2 separate regions of the Mus musculus genome follow, and region 2 is linked to region 1. The links are chromatin contacts, called in public promoter capture Hi-C maps. All regions are on one chromosome and are shown on one strand. Each heading gives the region's core, a stretch centred on a gene start, on an enhancer-like site or on the middle of the called end of the contact. The rest is flanking DNA. Distances are from core to core; before and after follow the strand shown.

Evidence for each region. Capture Hi-C pulls out chosen DNA fragments and counts their contacts.
Region 2: a contact with region 1 is called in a promoter capture Hi-C map of pancreatic islet. The contact joins the promoter of B3gat2 here to the promoter of Rims1 in region 1.

The regions. Positions count from the first base shown.
Region 1 is chr1:22,804,442-22,807,831 of GRCm38.p6, forward strand. Rims1 (regulating synaptic membrane exocytosis 1) reads right to left here and starts at 1,717. Exons shown (of 35, transcript NM_183018.4): 1 at 1,120-1,717. The coding sequence starts at 1,283.
Region 2 is chr1:23,760,069-23,763,458 of GRCm38.p6, forward strand. It overlaps B3gat2 (beta-1,3-glucuronyltransferase 2 (glucuronosyltransferase S)), which reads left to right and starts at 1,858. Exons shown (of 4, transcript NM_172124.2): 1 at 1,858-3,160. The coding sequence starts at 2,567.

The DNA of each region.
Region 1 (3,390 bases), core at 467-2,966:
ACATTGGTACCAGTCAGGGAGTCTACATTCCACCACCCCAGAGAGGAAAACTTTACTAAAGGGAAGACAGAGTTGAAATCCCCTTCTACTTCACGCCACCGGAGAGGCTAAGAAGCCAAGGCCAGCATGTATGGCAGTCCTTGCAAGCAGTTCTGAAGCAAAGGGTAGTACAGTCTCACAGACTCCTGCACTACCAATAGTCAACCCCATCCCCTCCTCATGCCCAGGAAAATGGGGGCACCAGGCACGGGTCCCCTAAAGGGCTGATGGGTTCTGTAAACAGGGCATGTGTAGATATTTAATCCCCGACTGCTTCCTTTGGGAAATGGGAAGGCCCCAGAGGTCTCTTAGAAGCCAGTAATGAGAAACCCTTATTTTATTTCAGGCCAGAGTTACCAATCAGCTGCTGTCATTACCAAAAAAACTTTGTACTGCCAGTGGCCTTGCATGCGGATAAGAAAATGTGTCTTCATACAGTTATTCTGTGTAGAAGCCTCAGAATCAAAGGTTAAAGGGAAGCTGGGAATGCAGGTTACCAAAGATGGCAACTGCCCAAAAAAGACCCAACCTTTGCATTGTAAAATGAATGAGCACCAAAACAAACACTAAAAATAAGCCTTTTTATTATATAAATACCAGCAAGCACCCTTCACTGTTGTAACTCAGATGTGCTCAACAACTCCAAGGAGGAGCTGCCCTCACCATCTCTACCTCCACCCTTTTCTCCACTCATGCCCTGGTCCCTAATCTGCCCTCAGCCCAGAGCTCCTACCATTGGGTGGGATCAGCTTCACTTGGCGCTGCATATCTCACCCCACGGTGGTCCCCCTGTCCACTCAGTCCTCCTGGGCACTCCTGGCTCAAGCCATCTTCCTGGGGTCCTAGGTTTTTGGCTTTGTGGGGTCCTCTCCTTTCTCCGGACTCCCAGACTTCTACCCTGCTCAATCCCGAGGAGGGGCCCCTAGCCCCAAGGTGGGCACCTCTGCCCTCACCCCTGCTCCCTCGTCAGCCCCTCCCCCACACTCAACCCAGAGGACCTGGTGAGTGAGTAGTGAATGGATGGATGGAGGCACCACCGAGGGATGGATGGCGTGCCCTGGGGGGTTGGGGGGTGCTTACTTGAGCATGGCCTCTTCTTTTTCCTCCTCTTCCTTCTGCCGGTCCATCACTGCCATGATAATGTTCCTCTCCTCCTCGGTCAGGTGGCTCAGGTCGGGCAGTTCTTGCATAGGGGGAGGCACCGTGGGTGGGCGAGGACCTCGGGGCCCCACGGCCGAGGACATTTTTCGTGGCCTGCCCGCCCCCTCGGCTCGCTGGCTCTGGCTCTCACCTTTCGGATTCACGCCCCGCAGCTGCGCCCCTGCTTTCCACGCTCACAGCGAAGCCCTCCCGGCGGCGGCAGCGGCGGCGGCAGCGGCAGCAGCAGCGGAGCCGGGGACAGCGAGGACCCAGTCTCTCATGATGCTCTGCCTCCCGCCGAGCCCGGATGCTGCCTTTGTTTGGGTCGCCCTGGCGAGGCTCGGGGCCGCCTGGCCGCCTCCCGCAGCCCAGCCTCGGCCGGCGGGGGCGGGCAGGCGGAGGCTCGGCGAGAGGGCGAGGGCTGGCGCTGAGCTCCGGAGCACGGCGGCCGGGCGCGGGCTGGGCTGGCGGGCCGGGGGCGGGGCCGGGCCGGGGCCGCCCGACGCTGCTTGCTCGCGGGCTCCGCTGCCTCCAGTTTGGGGCTGCGGGAGGGAGAGGGAGAGTTTGGGTGTCAGTTAGGCGGAGTCTCGGAGCTTCGCTCCCGGGTGATGCTGCTGCTCTCGCAGACATAAGCTGCCAGCCACTCAGTCCCGGAGCCGCTCCGCCCACGGGCACCACCCACCCACTCCCCGGGTCCGAGCCACGCGTGCCCTGGCCATTCCCCCCGCCCCACGCTCGCCGACGTGCATACTCCACTGATCTCTCCCAAGGTACCCCTCACCCTGAGTCATCCTCCCTCTCCCAGGTCCTGGTCCATGTCATCCTCCCCAGCCCTATTTTCCCATGGGTTGCTTTAATCATCTTCATCCTCGCCACAGTCTTCATCATTGATGCTTTTAGAGCACCCACAGGGTTTAGAACAGCAGGATGGTACACCCTCTAGGTCTATTTTCCCCTTCCTGCCACCATGTCTTTCTGCTTTACTCGGCAAGTGTGCACAGCCACAGTTGTGTGTGGGTTCCTAGATAATTTTGGTGCACACACACACAACATACACACATCCAGCAACCCGAATTAGCATTGTACCCTTCAATGCAATCTTTTTCTTGATGGGTTCTCGCTAGAATTGTTCTGCTATGTATCCTCATTTTCCCCTCAAGATGCCCCACCACACAGTAACTCTTTAATTTGCCATTTGGGGCACTGGGTAGCCCCATCAGACTGCATAACTGCACTTCACTGGTGCTTGGAAATGGATTATCTACTCTAATTCCTCCAGTGATGTTCGCTATCATCATGCACTCACTTCTCAGCCTCCGTGGGTACTTCTCCAACAACACCACGATAGCACGATAAGGAAAACACCCACCCATATCCTATTGGATTTAAAAGCGTCTGCTCAGTGCCTGGTACGATGATAGGCATTAAAGGGTGAGCTTCTCTCAGTGATAAAGGGGGGAAAATTAATAGACAATTCTTTCAAAATACGTAATATTATCGCCTTTGAAACCTGGAGACTGAATTTTGGTAATGCAATTATAAAAGGATCAATAGAGAGACTGGCTCAAATTGAGCCATTTCCCAGTAAGGATCTCATAGCAATGATGCGAGATAGGATGGGTTTTCTCTCCAGGGAATTCTTTCTGTAGTTCCAGAAGCAAGATAGTACCTATTTTCCCCCTTCAGCCTTAACTTTGTTAACATGGGGGGGGCAAGGATGGGGGGGTTATACGATGCTAAAAGCTTCACATTTAAAGACCTTACAGTTCAATTGATTTTGCCAGTAAATGCAGTTTTTATGTGGAGATATATATGTGAAACTTCTTAGTAATTAAATGCTCACTACCTACAGTAGTAACTTGGTCCTTAAGACTCAATCTCTCCACTAAGCAGAATTTTTTTGAATTATTTGAAACAGTTGCCATGTCTGCTTCAGGCATCTCCAGAGTAAACCTAGCCACTTATCATCTAGTAACGTTCAATATCTGGCCATTCCTGTTGTCTCACTTTGGACACAGCTAGTCCCCCTACTTCCCCTCCACACCCATCTCTTTCTCTCCCTTATAAAATAACTATCAAGAGGGTTATAACCAAGAACAATCTTCAGTATGTGAGTATTTATTATGGCTTTGTAATCATCATGTTTATACCATACAACACTGTACATTTTTATAGTTGTGTCACTTAAGAGATTGTCACTGAAATAACTGT
Region 2 (3,390 bases), core at 608-3,107, 960 kb after region 1:
CCCCTTGGGATGCTGGCACAGCCATCACACTCTGAGGTAGAATACAGCAGGGAGTCTAATGGGATCACTGTTTTAGGATCTTGGCCTCACCACTTTGCACAACATTGGGCTCTGGGTGACACAGGAAAGGTGGGACTGAAGGCTAGGACTTAGTTGGTTTGTGGAGAAAGGGAGAACGTTTGAGAACTCACTATTAGATGTCTGTATCTAAGTGTAACAAGGCCCCTAGTAGGCACCTAGACCTTAACACAACTGCCTCGGCGGAAGCACCGTTCAGGGTATAAAGCTCAGCATGTAGACCGTACCACCTGCCAAAACGGAAACAAAGGCCCAATCCATCAAAGTCCATATAGTCACGGGAAGTCTCAAAATGCACTAACCTTGCTTTTTACCTTTTGTAGTTCCGATTCTGACGCACTGTTCTTGTTAACTGAAGTATGTCAACCCAGAACGTGGCTTTTGTTGTTTAGGTTTGGTTTTTTGTTTTGTTTTATTTTTTTGTTTTTTGGTGTTGTTGTTGTTGTTGTTTGCTTAAACGCTCACCCTGAGAAAGCCTCAGCGCTACCTTGGGATTCAAACACCCAATGTAGTCACCGGCTGGCTAATAAATGCTTTATATATTTGCTTCAACCCAAGTCGGAGCAGTCTTCTCTAGTGACTACCCCACAACATAAGAGAGTAGTTGTGAAAATTCACAGGTGCGCAGTGCCAGACACCGAACCCAAGATGCAGGACACAGCCACGTGAAGGTGGAGGATCTGCCCCAGCGTGCTGCTTGTTCCTCAGGAACATAGTCAAAAGGATTTTCATGCGACAGAGAAAGTCGGGTTGCGGAGGAAAACGGAATCAGAAATGATTCATTGGGGGTGGGGGTGCTTTCCTCAGACTCCCTGGAATGTGCTTGGAATGAGAACAGCCTGGGGTTCGTTCGGCTAATAGATTCTCTATATATGAGAGGGTCTTCCAGGTATTTCCGCTTGCCATCCTCTGACCCACTTGATCTGATGGCATCACCTAGGAAGACCGGTCACTCACAGCCAGGCTGTGCTGATGATGTGCAGTGAAGAGGCAGTGGGTTCTATCCAGGACGCCCACGTTCTATTTCCACTAAGTCAGTTACCACTGACCTCAGGAAATTCCCTTAAGTCTCCATCTTCTGCTCCTTCATCCAGAAAATGAAGGTGATTCCACCTCCAAAGCCTCCTTGAAAGGATTACAGGGATGGTCCTGGGGGATAATTCCTGTGCCTGCAAACTGGGAAGGCTCCAACATGAACAAAAGCAAGTTACACATACTCAGCCGGAGTTGTCAAAATGTCCCCCACAGATCCAACTGTGGCCGAGCAGTTGCGATTGATTCCTTGGAATGGGCTGGCACACATGCCAGACACCTATGTGCGGCACCCCCTCCATCTCTGTGGGATTCTATTGATTTCTGCCTTTCAAGAGAAAGTGGTTCTCTTTGCTGAGGTTCTGTACACCAACCCTCAAGCCAGGGAAGGACCGCTTTGTCCCCTCCCTCTTTCTCCTTCTGCCCTCTTTAGGACTCCGGACTTGTCACACGTGAATGGGTTTCCTTGGCTGATCTCCAAAGACCCTGCAGCAGTTCAGTGAGCTGAACCCTGGGGCGATCTGAAAACAGCACCCACCACCTCCACACACACACACACACACACACACACACACACACACACACACCCCAGGCAGAGGTCGCGCAACCCAGCAGAGATCCTCCTCCCTCCCCCTGCCTCTGCCCGCAGGCAGCGCCTGGTGCCACCGGGCTCAGACCCCGCAGAGAGCCTTGGCCCTTCCCGCCTCCGCCCCGCAGCCCCTCTCCGCCAGTAGCAGCGCTGCTATCTTCCCACCGGAGCACTAGGAGGACGCCCGAGTCTGCAGCGCCCCCGCCCCCTCGCTTTTTCTTTCTTTCCCTGCTTTGGGATCTTGCTGTCTGGAGCCGGGAGAGGTTCCGAGAAGGAGAGAGCGGCACAGGTTTCTGCCGCGGCGCTCGAACGGGAGCTTAGGGACGCAGCATCCTCGGTGTCCACCCGGGATCGCAGCTGCACCGGCCGACATGTGACGGAGGAAAGCCCTCAGCATTCCCGGCAACCGCCTTCAAAGGGGTCCCGGAACGCTCGCCCAGGCCAGCAGCTGGATCCTCTTAGCCCTCAGCGACGCGGGACAGGAGCGGCAAGGTACAACGCCTGGTACGTTCCAGGCTCGCACTCGGGAAAAGAGCGCAGCGGGGACCGCCGCCTGGCTTGCACTCGGCACAACTCCGGGACCTGCGGAGTGCGGCTGGACCGTGTCCAGATTCCCGCCGACTTCATCCAGAGTGACCCAAGACCCTAGCCGGTCCTCCTGCACCCCCTGGAGTTCTAGCTTGCCCTGCATCTGCGCCGACCCCACAACGCCCAGGTCCCCGCAACGCCCCAGTCCGGAAGGGGAGCGCGCTTGCGGCTTCTCCCTGATTGCAGACGCTGCCGCTGTCCTAACTGCACACAGAGGTCCCCTACCCGGAGCCTAGTCCTTGCAGGGGGTGGTGTCCGAGACGCTGGGGAGCGCGCACCATGAAGTCCGCGCTGTGCAGCCGCTTCTTCATCCTCCTGCCCTGGATCCTGATTGTCATCATCATGTTGGACGTGGACCCCCGCAGGCCCGCGCCCCAACTCACTTCCCGTCCCTACTTCTCTCCCCATGCAGTGGGCTGCGGGGGCTCCCGAGTCCCGCTCCGACGGAGTAGCCCCGGGCGTGACGCTGCCGAGAAGCGGAACGAGTCTCGGCCTCAGCTGCAGCCGGAGCCGCGCTTGCCCACCATCTATGCCATCACACCCACCTACAGTCGCCCGGTGCAGAAAGCCGAGCTCACTCGCCTGGCCAACACCTTCCGCCAGGTGGCGCAGTTGCACTGGATCCTGGTGGAGGACCGGGCGACGCGCAGCGAGCTGGTGAGCAGCTTCCTAGCTCGGGCCGGCCTGCCCAACACGCACCTGCATGTGCCCACGCCGCGGCGCTACAAGCGACCGTGGCTGCCGCGCGCCACCGAACAGCGCAACGCGGGCCTCGCCTGGCTGCGCCAGAGGCATCAGCATCAGAGCGCGCAACCCGGCGTGCTCTTCTTCGCCGACGATGACAACACGTACAGTCTGGAGCTCTTCCAGGAGGTAGTGGTCCAGCGCCGATGGTGGGGTGTAGGGTGTGTGTGGGGGGGAGGGGGGACAAGGGGCGGTTGGGCCCCGAAGGTCTGCATGCCCTTTGTGCTTCCTGTACACTTTTGAGTTCTCAGTCCCTTCGAGCACGCATCCCGCACTCGGCGTGGAGCAGCTGAAGATGGGCAGTCCACAGCCTCTTCGGCTGGCTGCGGTGGGTGGAGAAGGGGTGTTGGTGGGTGGAG